Linked DNA regions of Ovis aries: region 2 is linked to region 1. The links are chromatin contacts, called in public Hi-C maps. All regions are on one chromosome and are shown on one strand. The core of a region is the stretch at or near the end of the contact, and the rest is flanking DNA. Distances in the headings are between cores, read along the strand shown. Region 1 holds the start of GLYCTK (glycerate kinase). Region 2 holds the start of ACY1 (aminoacylase 1).

Region 1 (6,166 bases), core at 2,783-5,282:
CTATCTGGGGCCAAATTCTGTTTTTCATTTTAATATATATATTTTAAATTTTATTTATTTACTTTAGGCAGTGCTGGGTCTTTGTTGCTGCACTGGCATTTCTCTGGTTGAAGGGAGCAGGGGGCCGGTCTCCAGCTTCGGTGTACACAGGCCTCTCACTGTGGCGGTTTCTCTTACTGTAGAACACGGGCTCTAGGGCACTTTGGCCCCAGTAGCTGCAGCGTGAAGGCTCAGTAGTTGTGGCTTCTGGGCAACAGAGCACAGCTCAGTAGTTGTGGCGCATGGGCTTAGTTGTTCCACAGTACATGGGATCTTCCTGGATCGGAAACTGAACTCAAGCATTGTCAGGCAGATTCTTTAGCACTGAGGCACCAGTTCAGTTCAGTTCAGTTGCTCAGTCGTGTCCAACTCTTTGCGACCCCATGAACCGCAGCATGCCAGGCCTCCCTGTCCAGCACCAACTCCCGGAGTCCACCCAAACCCATGTCCATTGAGTCGGTGATGCCATCCAGTCATCTCATCCTCTGTTATCCCCTTCTCCTTCTGCCCTCAATCTTTCCCAGCGTCAGGGTCTTTTCAAATGAGTCAGCTCTTTGCATCAGGTGGCCAAAGTATTGGAGTCTCAGCTTCAACATCAGTCCTTCCAATGAACACTCAGAACTGATCTCCTTTAGGATGGACTGGTTGGCTCTCCTTGCAGTCCAAGGGACTCTCAAGAGTCTTCTCCAACATCACAGTCCAAAAGCATGAATTCTTTGGTGCTCAGCTTTCTTTATAGTCCAACTCTCAAATGCATACATGACTACTGGAAAAACCATAGCCTTGACTAGACGGACCTTTGTCGGCAAAGTAATGTCTCTACTTTTTAATATGCTATCTAGGTTGGTCATAACTATCCTTCCAAGGAGTAAGCATCTTTTAATATCATGGCTGCAATCACCATCTGCAGTGATTTGGGAGCCCAGAAAAACAGTCAGCCACTGTTTCCACTGTTTCCCCATCTATTTGCCATGAAGTGATGAGCCACCAGGAAAGACCCCAAATCCTGTTTCTTGATAGTTTACAGACTTAATTTCTTGTTCACTGACCTCAGCAATCACTGTGGAGGTTCGAGTCACTTGCTGGACTGAAGGCATTGTGTTCCCTTTTGGGAGCCCTTATTCACATTTGGAGGCCAGAAATCGCTGATGGCTGTGACACTTCTTGCCCACCGATATGGCAAGAAGTGCTTCATTTCACAAAAGGATTGTGGTCAAATGGGTCAAGAAAAGGAATAAAGTTTTGGATAGAGAGGTTAACCACAAACTCGGTAAGGGAATGTACTTTGGAGGGGCTCAGTTTCACGAGAAAGGCAACGCCCCCATACTTGGAGATGGGGAGCCAACACTGAGATGAATCTTCACAAACATACATTACTTTAGCAATCCTTATCTTCCATTAGTTTCCCCCTTATATTTACTTTCCCATGATTTATTACCCTGAGAAGCTCAAACACTTTTTGTCTTGCTACGTCTCCAAAATTTATCACTCCCTGTTAAGAAATGATATATAAGCTCTCAGGCCTAATGGCTTTTTGGGAGTTTTCATGTTATTTCTGTGAAGTTCCTCCCATCCATATGAAATAAACCTTTTTCTGTTGTTAACCTGTCATTTGTCGGTTTAATCTGTAGGGCCTCGGTCAACGAACCTAAGAGGTTAGAGGAAAAAGCCTTTTCCTTCCTTACACCATCTTTGTCCCCATCACCAATCATTTCCTTGGATTACAATTGCTTGGCACATTTTGACACTGATACTTATTGCCAAGTGTATTTAAGACTGTGGACATATTCATGCCGACTAACAAGGTATATTTAAGCATTCTGATGAGCCTGATTGTTTTCTTAGACCCAAATCCTACTGCCTCATGAAGTCTTTTACTTCCACTCACCATCATCCCTTTCCCTTTTGTGAAATCTTTTCCACAATAGGGTCTGCAGTACTTTGTAGCTGAGAATTTCACTGTTTTCTTATTCGTTTCTTTTTTTGGTTGTGCCACGTGGCTTGCAGGAGCCTAGTGTCCCTACCAGGGACAAACCTGGCCCCGGAAGTAAAAGTGCCCAGTCCTAACCCCTGGACCGCCAGGGAATTCCCATTGTTTATTCATTGAAAAAAGAAGAAGAAATAAAAGTGTCAGCTTGTCTATGTGTCTGGTCTTATGTATGGGAGTGGAAATGCAAATGTTAATTAGATCAAGTTACCACTTTCCTGGGCTTCCCTCATAGCTCAGTTGGTAAAGAATGTGCCTGCAATGCAAGAGACCACAGTTTGATTCCTGGGCCGGGAAGATCTGCTGGAGAAGGGATAGGCTACTCACTCTAGTATTCTTGGGCTTCCCTAGTGGCTCAGTCAGTAAAGAATCCACCTGCAATGTGGGAGACCTGGGTTCAGTCCCTCAGCTGGGAAGATCCCCTGGAGAAGGGAAAGGTTACCCACTCCAGTATTCTGGCCTAGAGGATTCCATGGATTGTGTAGTCCATGGGGTCGCAAACAGTCGGAGATGAGTGAGCAACTTTCACTTTCACCACTTTCCAGGAGCTCACAGTCCAGTGGACAGTTAAATGAATCTCACAGTTAAATGCATCTTGTGAGTAGTGGGGGTGGGATGGGGATTTTAAAAATGGATATAATTAGTCTCCTGCTGACAGTCTGACAGAAAAGCACAGCAAGTGATGTCTGTTTATCGGTCTCTGGCACTGAATAACAAGAGATGCTCAAATTTACATTTCCCCACCTCCCCGAAAATGAGGGAATGTAATTATAAAAGCAGAGCAAGTTTCCAAACTAAAGTACCACAGCTTATTCATCCCAGCAGCTAGAGCATTTGGCTCACACAGAGGGCACTCAGGAACTGAATAAACACATGGATGGATGAAGACAGCTTACTGCAAGCAAGGAAAAACTTAAATTTTAAGTACAATTTCCTTACATCTAAAAAGAGCAAATCTTGAAGTTGCCTATGTTGTGATGATGAGGTGGTGAAGATCTGGGAGAACCTGCCTGCCAATACAGGAGACATAAGAGAAGCAGGTTGGATTCCTGGGTTGGGACGATCCCCTGGAGGAGGGCATAACAACCCACTCCAGAATTCTTGCCTGGAGAATCCCATGGACAGAGAAGCCTGGAAGCTGCAGTCCATAGGGTTGCAAAGAGTCGGACACGACTGAAGTGACTTAGCACGCACTCACGCACAAAAGGTCCTCTATTATAAAGGAAAGAAAACCCCAGGGAGATAGCTAGGAAGAGGGGGAGGAAGACTTCTTGAAAAGAGCAGAGCATGGTTTGGAGAGGGAAAGAGAGATGTGCAGAAAAGAGCAGGTGGGAAGAAATATGTTTTAAGACTTTTAAGAACTCTGTTGTATAATTTGTGATCTCAAGAAAACATCGGTAAAAACAATGTGTTCTTCCGTGTCCTTGAGCCTGGTCAGGACTCGTCTTTTGAGTGTACCGAGATACCACTATCAAGCCGGGTCCAGGGTGAGAGCTGGGACAGGGCGGGAGGCCTAGGGTCATTCGTGTTCACATGCCCTTTGTGTGTTCCAGAATCGCTCTCTTGCTGATTCTGGAACTCTCTTGCTGAATCAGAGCTGTGATTTGGTAGCTCGAGGAAGAAGGCGGGGAATACGAATGCCTTGTGGAAGTACATTGGTGGCGGGGATGATTACATCTGGCTCCAGGAGTCAGCTGCGGGTAAGTAGTGATTCTCAGTCCATTTGCTTTGTCCAATGCCCAGCACCTAACAGGAAGTTGGAAACTCTGTGCGACTGATTGAATCGTACAGAATAAAGGAGTGGGCGGATTATACCAAGCGGCGAGGTGGCGATTATTATCCCACTGTAGAGAAGAAGACACTGAGGCCTGAAGGTGACAGCATCCAAGCCTCTTGGAGGGCAGGGCGGAGCCAAGACCAGCTCCGGCTCTGGTTCCCGCTCGCTCCGCCCCTCGACAACGGCTCCTCAATCCGCCCCCACACTTCCGGATCCTGCTCCGCCCCCATAGAGCACTTCCGGTCCTGGGGCTGGACCTCGGGTCGCCGAGTGGTTAGGCGGTAGGTTGGTGCCGTGAGGGCCTGCAGAGTCACAGGGCCATTGGCTCAGGGGCAGCGGGCCCAGGCAGCAGCGGGCTCTTATTTTCTCGGACATTACGCGACAGCCATTTCCCTGAGGAAAGCCTGGAGCCTTGGCCTGCGGGTGACGTCACTTCCGGCGCCGGGCAGGCAGGCGAAGGCGGGGAGAGGGCTAGAGCCCCGCTTGGTGGCGGGGAGGTGTCAAGGCGGGTCGGCTTTGTATTTACGACTTTCTGGAGCTCAGGGTAGTTTAGGAGAGGCGGTGTTCCAAGTGGAGTTGTTGGATTTGGCAAATAAAAATGCAGGGGGTGTAGTTAAACTTGAATTTTAACTAGATAAACAAATACTTTTTTAGTATCAGTTCAGTTCAGTTCAGTCGCTCAGTCGTGTCCGACTCTTTGCGACTCCATGAATCGTGGCACGCCAGGCCTTCTTGTCCAGCACCAACTCCTGGAGTTCACTCAGACTCACGTCCATCGAGTCAGTGGTATAGATATGTCCCAAATATTGTACGGAACATATTTAGTTTTTAACAATTCCTAATTTATCTGAAATTGAAGTTTCTGTATTTTTTCTGGCCGTCTCAGTCTTGGGCACCCCGTGCCTTGGGTTCTGATATCTAATTGGCATTCTCTAGGCATGGCAACCCACTCCAGCGTTCTTGCCTGGAGAATCCCAGGGACGGGGCAGCCTGGTGGGCTGCCGTCTCTGGGGTCGCACAGAGTCGGTCACGACTGAAGTGACTTAGCAGCAGCAGCAGCAGCAGCAGCAGGCCTGTATTTTGGAGAAGGCAATGGCACCCCACTCCAGTACTCTTGCCTGGAAAATCCCATGGACGGAGGAGCCTGGTAGGCTACAGTCTATGGGGTTGTGAAGAGTCGGACACGACTGAGCAACTTCACTTTGACTTTTCGCTTTCATGTATTGGAGAAGAAAATGGCAACCCACTCCAGTATTCTTGCCTAGAGAATCCCAGGGATGGGGGAGCCTGGTGGCCTGCCATCTATGGGGTCACACGGAGTCGGACACGACTGAAGAGATTTAGCTGCAGCAGCAGGCCTGTATCTATCGGGGAAACAGGTACAGATTTCGTCCAGACCGTTAAAATCAGCTATTGCTACATGCCAAGCCACTTTTATGGGTAGCGCTCATTGGCCAGCCTTAGCAATTGCTGGGCCTGTTTTCAATCCCCATGGCAGCTCCCTCTGTGTTTCCCCGTTCACAGCTGGAGTCGGGAACGGTTTGTCTTCTCTTAATGGGAAAGTTGAGCTCCATGCAGGCTACGTGATCCGAGGCTGGACGCTGCCAGGTGGTTGTGTTGTTGTGTTTTTTTTTTTGGTGTAGGATAAAGTGATGTTTGCAGTCGAGGTTTTCAGTGTTAATAATGGACAGCTTCACAGAGCCCAGGGATGTATCATCTCACCTCTTATTTTGCACAGGAGACCCAGTGAGAGAAATGGAGCTGTCCCTGTGGTAGAGCTGGAGACTGACTCTCCTGCTCCATCCACACTTGCTGCTGCAGTCAGCATGTATGGTGGGCACTTATTAATTTATAACTATAAAATAAATTTATAATTTATTAAAGTAATGCCTTGTCAGAGATGAGCTCTTTAGCACTTTATTGTTCCTAAACTACTCCGCAACCTCTTGACCCTCACTTCAAGTCTTCTTTGGCTTTTACCGTGCCCGGTGGGGAACATGACTATTTGGCCTCAGCGGTAGAAGCCTGCCCCAGCCACCCGGCTCTCACCCCTATGGGTGGTGTGATCCAAGATTTGTTATGTTAGAGCAAAAGGCATGTTCTTGGCAAGGGTGGGTCTGGCCGTATAGGTGGAAGGGCATCCTTTCTGTCCTGCAGATTGGGCCCCATCGTACCTGCAGTCATGTGGTGTCTAAGGACATTTTTAAGGTTCTACTGTGAGTCAGAGTTGAACCTGAAGCTGTTGCTGGGCTGGCCCTGAGTGTGGGAGTCTTCAGGCTTTGTGGTCCAAGGATGTGCCTGGACCTGCTTGTCAGTGTCCCGACAAATCTACAGCCTCCCTGCACACACTTAGTCTTTCCAGG
Region 2 (6,093 bases), core at 1,272-3,771, 350 kb before region 1:
ACGGGGAGCTGGACCGCACCCTGGCTCGGGAGTCACTGCGGCAGCTCCGCCATCTGCCCAACCATTCCACGGTGAAGTTGCGCAATGCAGGCCACGCCTGCTACCTCCACAAGCCACAAGACTTCCACCTCGAACTTCTTGCTTTCCTTGACCATCTACTGTGAGCTCACCCACTGTCCAGGCCCCAGGCCTGGCTGGAACTTGGAGAGTCTGGACAAGTCCGTACCAGGGCAGCAGCCCCTGTGCTTACAGGGCAGAGGCCAGAGGGCTAGACCCAGTTGGGACCTTTCATTTTATCTCAGAGGCACAATAAAAAAAAAAAGCATTTTTGTCATACCTGGGGAGTGACAGGTCCTGTTTGCTGGCATTGCTGCAGGTGAGGTGAGAGTTGGAGCCAAGTGTGGGACTGCTCGGGACTGAGAGCTGGAAGGAGTGCTCCAGCAGCCTGAGAAGGCTGAGGACATAGGCTACTTACTAGATGGCCGCTGAGTGGCTAATCTGTGACTCAGTTTCCTCATCAGTAAAATGGGCATGATGTAACACCTAGTTCAGAAAGTGGTTTTAGGATTGAATGAGTCTGGGTAAGCAGAGCACTTGGTTTTAGGATTGAATGAGTCTGGGTAAGCAGAGCACTTGGCCACACAGGGCCGGCAGGTGGGACTGTCATTGAGAGGGGTCATTACTCCTGCTAAATGATCACTGGGATTGATGGGAAATCCAGGGTCTGGTGGCTGAGATGAGTGAATCAGGATGTAGGTTCCATGGCCAAAAGGGGCAGGATGTGTAGAGGAGGGGATGGCAAATGTGGTTTATCTTGTAACATAGTATTGGGGAGGGGGAAATTTCCCCCTCTCCCCATCTTGAGTTCTTGGCTGGACTAACAATAAAACTGACACAAAACAGATTAACAGGAGAAAAAGAAATTTTAGTTGTGTGCAAGGAGGTCTCATAGAAATGAGACCTAAGAAGTGACCAAAGCAGGCAGCTTTTATACTTTTTAGACAAAGAATAAATTTGTGAGGACTTGACAGGACAAAAACATATTTTGGACGCTCAATTAGTAAAGAATCTATTAACAAACAGAGTTTGGGCTTGGGGGTAGTAAATTAAAAGAAGTAACAAAGCTGGTTTATAGAGGCTTCTCCGCCTGCATTCCCTATCCCTGGAGATAAGGGTGTCCTATCTCCAGATTCAACGAGTGTGCCTTTCACAGAGATTTCTTTCCTGCTTTCAGGGAGACAGAGAGGAGGGTCAGAATGTCCCTCCTGCATCGGACATTTCTTAAGTGACTTTAATTCAAAATAATCAACATGCCAACAATAGCATTGCTGGTGAACCAGCAAGCCTGCTTCTGTCTGGGAATATGTGGGTCAGCAGCTGAACTTAAACCCCAGAAGGGTTGGATGGACCTTACCCTACCTTCCTAGCCTGCCTCCCCTGTGCCCAGAGGTTGAAGTCTTCAACCCCGCCCCTCCCCAAGCTGAGTCACCCTCTGGAACAGAGGGTAGAACTGGCTGAGAGTACAGAGGACAGCCGGGCACACAAATGGGCAGCTATAACTGTGTGCAGCCTGTGGGTGGCCAGTGGGACACCTGTGCCTCTTATCGTCCTTCTCCGGTGGCTGCAGAGGAGCCAAGGAACCTGGCCCAGGATCAGCAAAGAACGTGCCACACGTATGCTTCTGTGCAGTCTCCTATCTCTCCTTCTGTCTACAGCGTCACGATTACATCCTCTCAGCGTGCCATCTGTCACATCCATCTCACACTCACGTGGTCATACACAGTCACCCACTGACACACAGCTTTGCCCACACAGCGGCGCGATCACACAGGCGCTCATCCGTTCACTTCTCCGTGCCTGGCACGCCGTCCGTCTGCTCCGTGCCCTGCCAGGAACAAGATCCTGAGGGTACCTGGACCAGCCTCCTGGCTCTCACAGATTGTTAACCAGTAAACCTCTCAACACAGGGAGCGTGGAAGCCGTCAGGGAGGCCGTCCCTAAGTAGTTGAAGCGTGAAAAGGGGAGAAGTAGAGACTCGCGGGTGGGGGTGGTGGAGCAGGTGGGGACCAGCTCCAGCAGGATTTAGCGGGACTGAACCCTGAGAGCGAGGGGGCGCCCAAGCGGGCAGCGGCGACTTTTCCAGTCGGTGCCCGCCCTCTTCTTTTCTCGCCCAATCGGGAGGTTGCAGGAGGTGGGGCGGGCTATCCAGAACCAAGGGCGGGGCCGGGGGCGTGCCCTGCTGGGCGGGACTGGGCCTGCGGGGGCGGGGTCAGCCAGGAGCTCGCCTCAGGGTGCGGGGCGGAGCTGGTGGCAGAGGCAGCTGCCCCTGGGCGGGCTCCTGAATCCCAGCCTCAGGTAACTGGTGGAGGCTGCAACCACTGGCGGGCGGGGACGCCCTCGCCGACTGGGCTTTAGAGTCTGGGACGGTCCTGATTCGCAGGCTTCGGTTCCGCCCTGCGAGGTCCGGCCACGTGGTGGGCGGACCAGGGCAGTTTTGATCCTGAGACCTCACAGGACCCCGAGTCCCGCCCAGAGTCCAGGGCGGACGCCAAGCGGCGAGCGCGGGCCAAGACCAGCTGAGAGCGAGGTGGGGGGCCTTGGTGAGGGGTAGCGGGATCTGGAGCTCCCTGAAGTGAAATCCAGGCAATGGGGAAATTTCTTTTGGGGAAGGGCGGCGGGAGTCAACTTGTGGGTTCAAACGTGGCTCAGTTACTTTCTAGCTGTCTCAGCTTCTTTGCGTTTTCCTCTGTAATGTATGCATTCAGAGGCACGAACTTCATGGGGCTCCTTGGGGGATTAAATAAGGAGCTGTGCTGAAAGTGGTCAGCACAGCGCCTGAAACAGAATGGGGGCTCTGTAACGGGGGACGCCCGGGGAACCGCCCTGGGGAGGGGCGGCGTGCAGATGGAGTCCACCTGCGCCAGGTGCGGGGAGGAGTAGCCAGCCACTCGATTTGCCCCCAGCTCACCACGGCAGGGCAGCGCCATGGCCAGCGAGGGTAGCGAGGGCGAGCACCCATCCGTGACGCTCTTCCGTCAGTACCTGCGCATCCGCACCCTCCAGCCCGAGCCGGACTATGGTGAGAACGCGGCGGTTTCAGGATGTGTGGCGGGGCTTCGGGGGCGGGGACTGTGCTCTAAACCAGGCAGCAACCTCTGCCACCCAGCTGAGCCTAATCTGCTGCCTCAGATGGCTCCTCCGCTGCTCTAAGTCGTTCCCTGGGCCAACAGACTTCTCAGCAGCCCCTCCAGTCTGTGCTGCTCCAAAAGTTACAACCGGGCGTTTAGATAAGGAAATCTTCCCCCTCACTCCCCAGGACTTGCGGCTGGGGAGGGGAAGCAGAGGCTCCCGGAAGTCTCCTGGGGTTGAACAAAGGCCACAGCCCTTAAGGAATCAGGCTTGGTGCCAGAGAACTGTGTACCTAGGTCCAGTCCAAATCCCAACTGGTGAGCCTTGTGTCTCTGAGTCAGTTTCCCCAAATTAAAAAAAAAAAAAAAGTATTTATTTAGCTGTGCCAGGTCTTACTTGGTATGTGTGGGAGCTTTCATTGCAGCATGTGGGGATCTAGTTCCCCTACCAGGGATGGAACCCGTGCCCCCTGCATTGGGAGCCTGGAGTCTTAACCACTGGACCACCAGGAAAGTCCCAGTTTTCTCATCTTTAAGGAGGGTAACGATGACACCTGCTTCTCACTCTGGACTTGCCACCTGGCCTTCCACAAAGGGTCACTGGCCAAGAAACATCTTCCTTGGGGACCGAGATGCAAAGGTCTCTTATGGATGAGGAATTGTGTGGAGGCGGGTGTCTGCTCCCCTCTCTGGATGTCCGCCCCATCTCTGCCTGAGCCCGTGGGAGGTGAGGCTGGGTGGGGAGGCAGAAGTGGCAGCCAGGCTCTCTGTGTCCCCAGGGGCAGCTGTGGCCTTCTTTGAAGAGAGAGCCCTCCAGCTGGGCCTGGGCTGTCAGAAAGTGGAGGTGAGCGTGCGGCGCTGCATGGGAACGGGGAGGCGGACCTGAAGCAGCTTCTCGCCCTGCACTGACGACCCCTCCTCCTGGCCCTCTCTAGGTGGCACCTGGCCGTGTAGTGACCGTGTTAACCTGGCCAGGCACCAACCCCAAACTCTCCTCCGTCTTGCTCAACTCCCATACGGATGTGGTTCCTGTCTTCCAGGTGTCTTGGGGGTGTGGGAACACAGTGTCCCACAATGGAGCAACCCTTGTGGGCAAAGTACAGACCCTCCCGTTCAACTGCAGGGCGCCCACAGTGCTGGTCCTGGCACAAACTTGACTGCATAGAGCATTACTCCACTCTGGCAGCCTCTGCCCAGTAGCCATTCCATGCCAGCGTGGGTTGGGGGTGGTGGAGGTGGGAGGCAGAGATAAGGGATGACGGCTGTCAGCAGCCCTCTTCAGGGCGGGACCACAGTTGGGCAAAGTAGGTTAATTTGGGGCTTGGGTCCCCCTTCCTGCCCATGCCCCCAGGAGTATTGGAGCCACGATCCCTTTGAGGCCTTCAAGGATGCAGACGGCTACATCTATGGCAGGGGCGCCCAGGACATGAAGTGTGTCAGCATCCAGTGAGTGCCCTTCATTCCCGGTTTCCTCGCAGGGCCCAGGCGTGACTGGGGAACCTCAAGGCCAAGGAACATCTTGACCCCTTACCTTGGGCAGGAATTCCTGCTGTGACCATTGCCTGGATGGGGAGATGGGGACAGAGACTTGCTGGAGTCACCTGCTAGGCTGTGGCGGAGCAGGGCCCAAGGCTCCAGCCTGCCTGCTCAAGCATCTCAGGGCTCCCCCCAGCACCCAGCTTACACCCTCTCCCTGCCCCTCAGATACCTGGAGGCTGTGAGGAGGCTGAAGGCTGAAGGCCACCGTTTCCCCAGAACCATCCACTTGACCTTTGTGCCAGGTAGGAGTGGCTGGTGGGGGCCACCTTCAGGGGCAGGGAGAGTGTGTTGGGGCCCACCCTGTCTCACATTCTTGCTGCCTTTACAGATGAGGAGATTGGGGGTCATCAAGGCATGGAGCTGTTTGTGAAGCGGCCTGAGTTCCAGGCCCTGAGGGCTGGCTTCGCCCTGGATGAGGGTGAGCAGGGTGGCAGGCCACTGGGCAGCCAGCAGAGGTTAGGGAGGCTGCTAGTGGAGGCTGGGCCACTCCACCCTCTGAACCGCCTTTTCCTCCTCAGGCCTGGCCAACCCCACTGACGCCTTCACTGTCTTTTACAGTGAGCGGAGTCCCTGGTGTGAGTATGCACTTGGAGGGTGGGGATCACTGTGCAGATGGGAGGCTAGGCCAGAAGGGATGGGGTCCATCCGCCCAGGGCTCCCCAGCACGTTGGCGCCTGAGTAGGCCTTGAACCCAGGGCCTCTGCCTCCCAGCCCCTTCCTACCCCGGCGTGTCTTTCCTTAGCTTGAGTGGAGGCCCTAACTGTGGGCAGAAACCAGCTCTACCCTGTGCATTCTGAGGGTGGCAGAGCCCTGCCTGAGGAGTTTGGAAGGAGGGGAAGGCCATGGGCCCATCTTGGGGCTGGTTGCTTTTCCAACCTGTCCCATTCTGAAGCCACCCCCTTCCCCCTGCCTCTCCCAGGGGTGCGGGTCACCAGCACTGGGAAGCCGGGCCACGGCTCGCGATTCATCGAGGACACAGCAGCAGAGAAGCTGGTGTGTGGCCCATGGGGAGGGAGTGTGGGGGTTCCTGAGGCTCTGTCCTGGGGCCCCTGTCACATGTCACCTCACACTCTCCTAGCACAAGGTTGTGAGCTCCATCCTGGCTTTTCGGGAGAAGGAGAGGCAGAGGTGAGGCAGCCTGGAAAAGGGCACGGGGCTCTGGGAGGGCATGCAAGGGAGGAGGTGGGTTGAGCCATCTTTTTATCTGTTCCTCCTCCTTGCTGCCGGCTGCCCCTGCCCCCTCACCACAGGCTGCAGTCAGACCCTCAACTGAAGGAGGGGGCTGTGACCTCCGTGAACCTGACTATCCTAGAGGGCGGCGTGGCTTATAACGTGGTACCTGCCACCATGAGTGCCAGCTTTGACTTCCGCGTGGCCCCGGATGTGGACCTGAAGGTGCCACCTCCACCTGGGTTGGAGGAGGGAG

Evidence for each region. A called contact is a pair of places that touch in the nucleus more often than the background predicts.
Region 2: a Hi-C map of muscle shows a contact between it and region 1, with 5 times the contacts expected there. The contact joins the promoter of ACY1 here to the promoter of GLYCTK in region 1. A contact is called at or near these places in 2 of 16 Hi-C or Micro-C datasets (blood and muscle).

Annotation. Positions count from the first base shown.
Region 1 is chr19:48,674,885-48,681,050 of ARS-UI_Ramb_v3.0, reverse strand. GLYCTK (glycerate kinase) reads left to right here and starts at 4,032. Exons shown (of 5, transcript XM_042236126.2): 1 at 4,032-5,182.
Region 2 is chr19:49,022,551-49,028,643 of ARS-UI_Ramb_v3.0, reverse strand. ACY1 (aminoacylase 1) reads left to right here and starts at 2,521. Exons shown (of 15, transcript XM_042236140.2): 1 at 2,521-2,587; 2 at 2,925-3,079; 3 at 3,908-3,972; 4 at 4,064-4,168; 5 at 4,480-4,574; 6 at 4,833-4,909; 7 at 4,996-5,085; 8 at 5,186-5,242; 9 at 5,587-5,660; 10 at 5,746-5,795; 11 at 5,918-6,062. The coding sequence starts at 2,986. ABHD14A (abhydrolase domain containing 14A) reads left to right here. Exons shown (of 6, transcript XM_027957573.3): 6 at 1-336. The coding sequence ends at 164.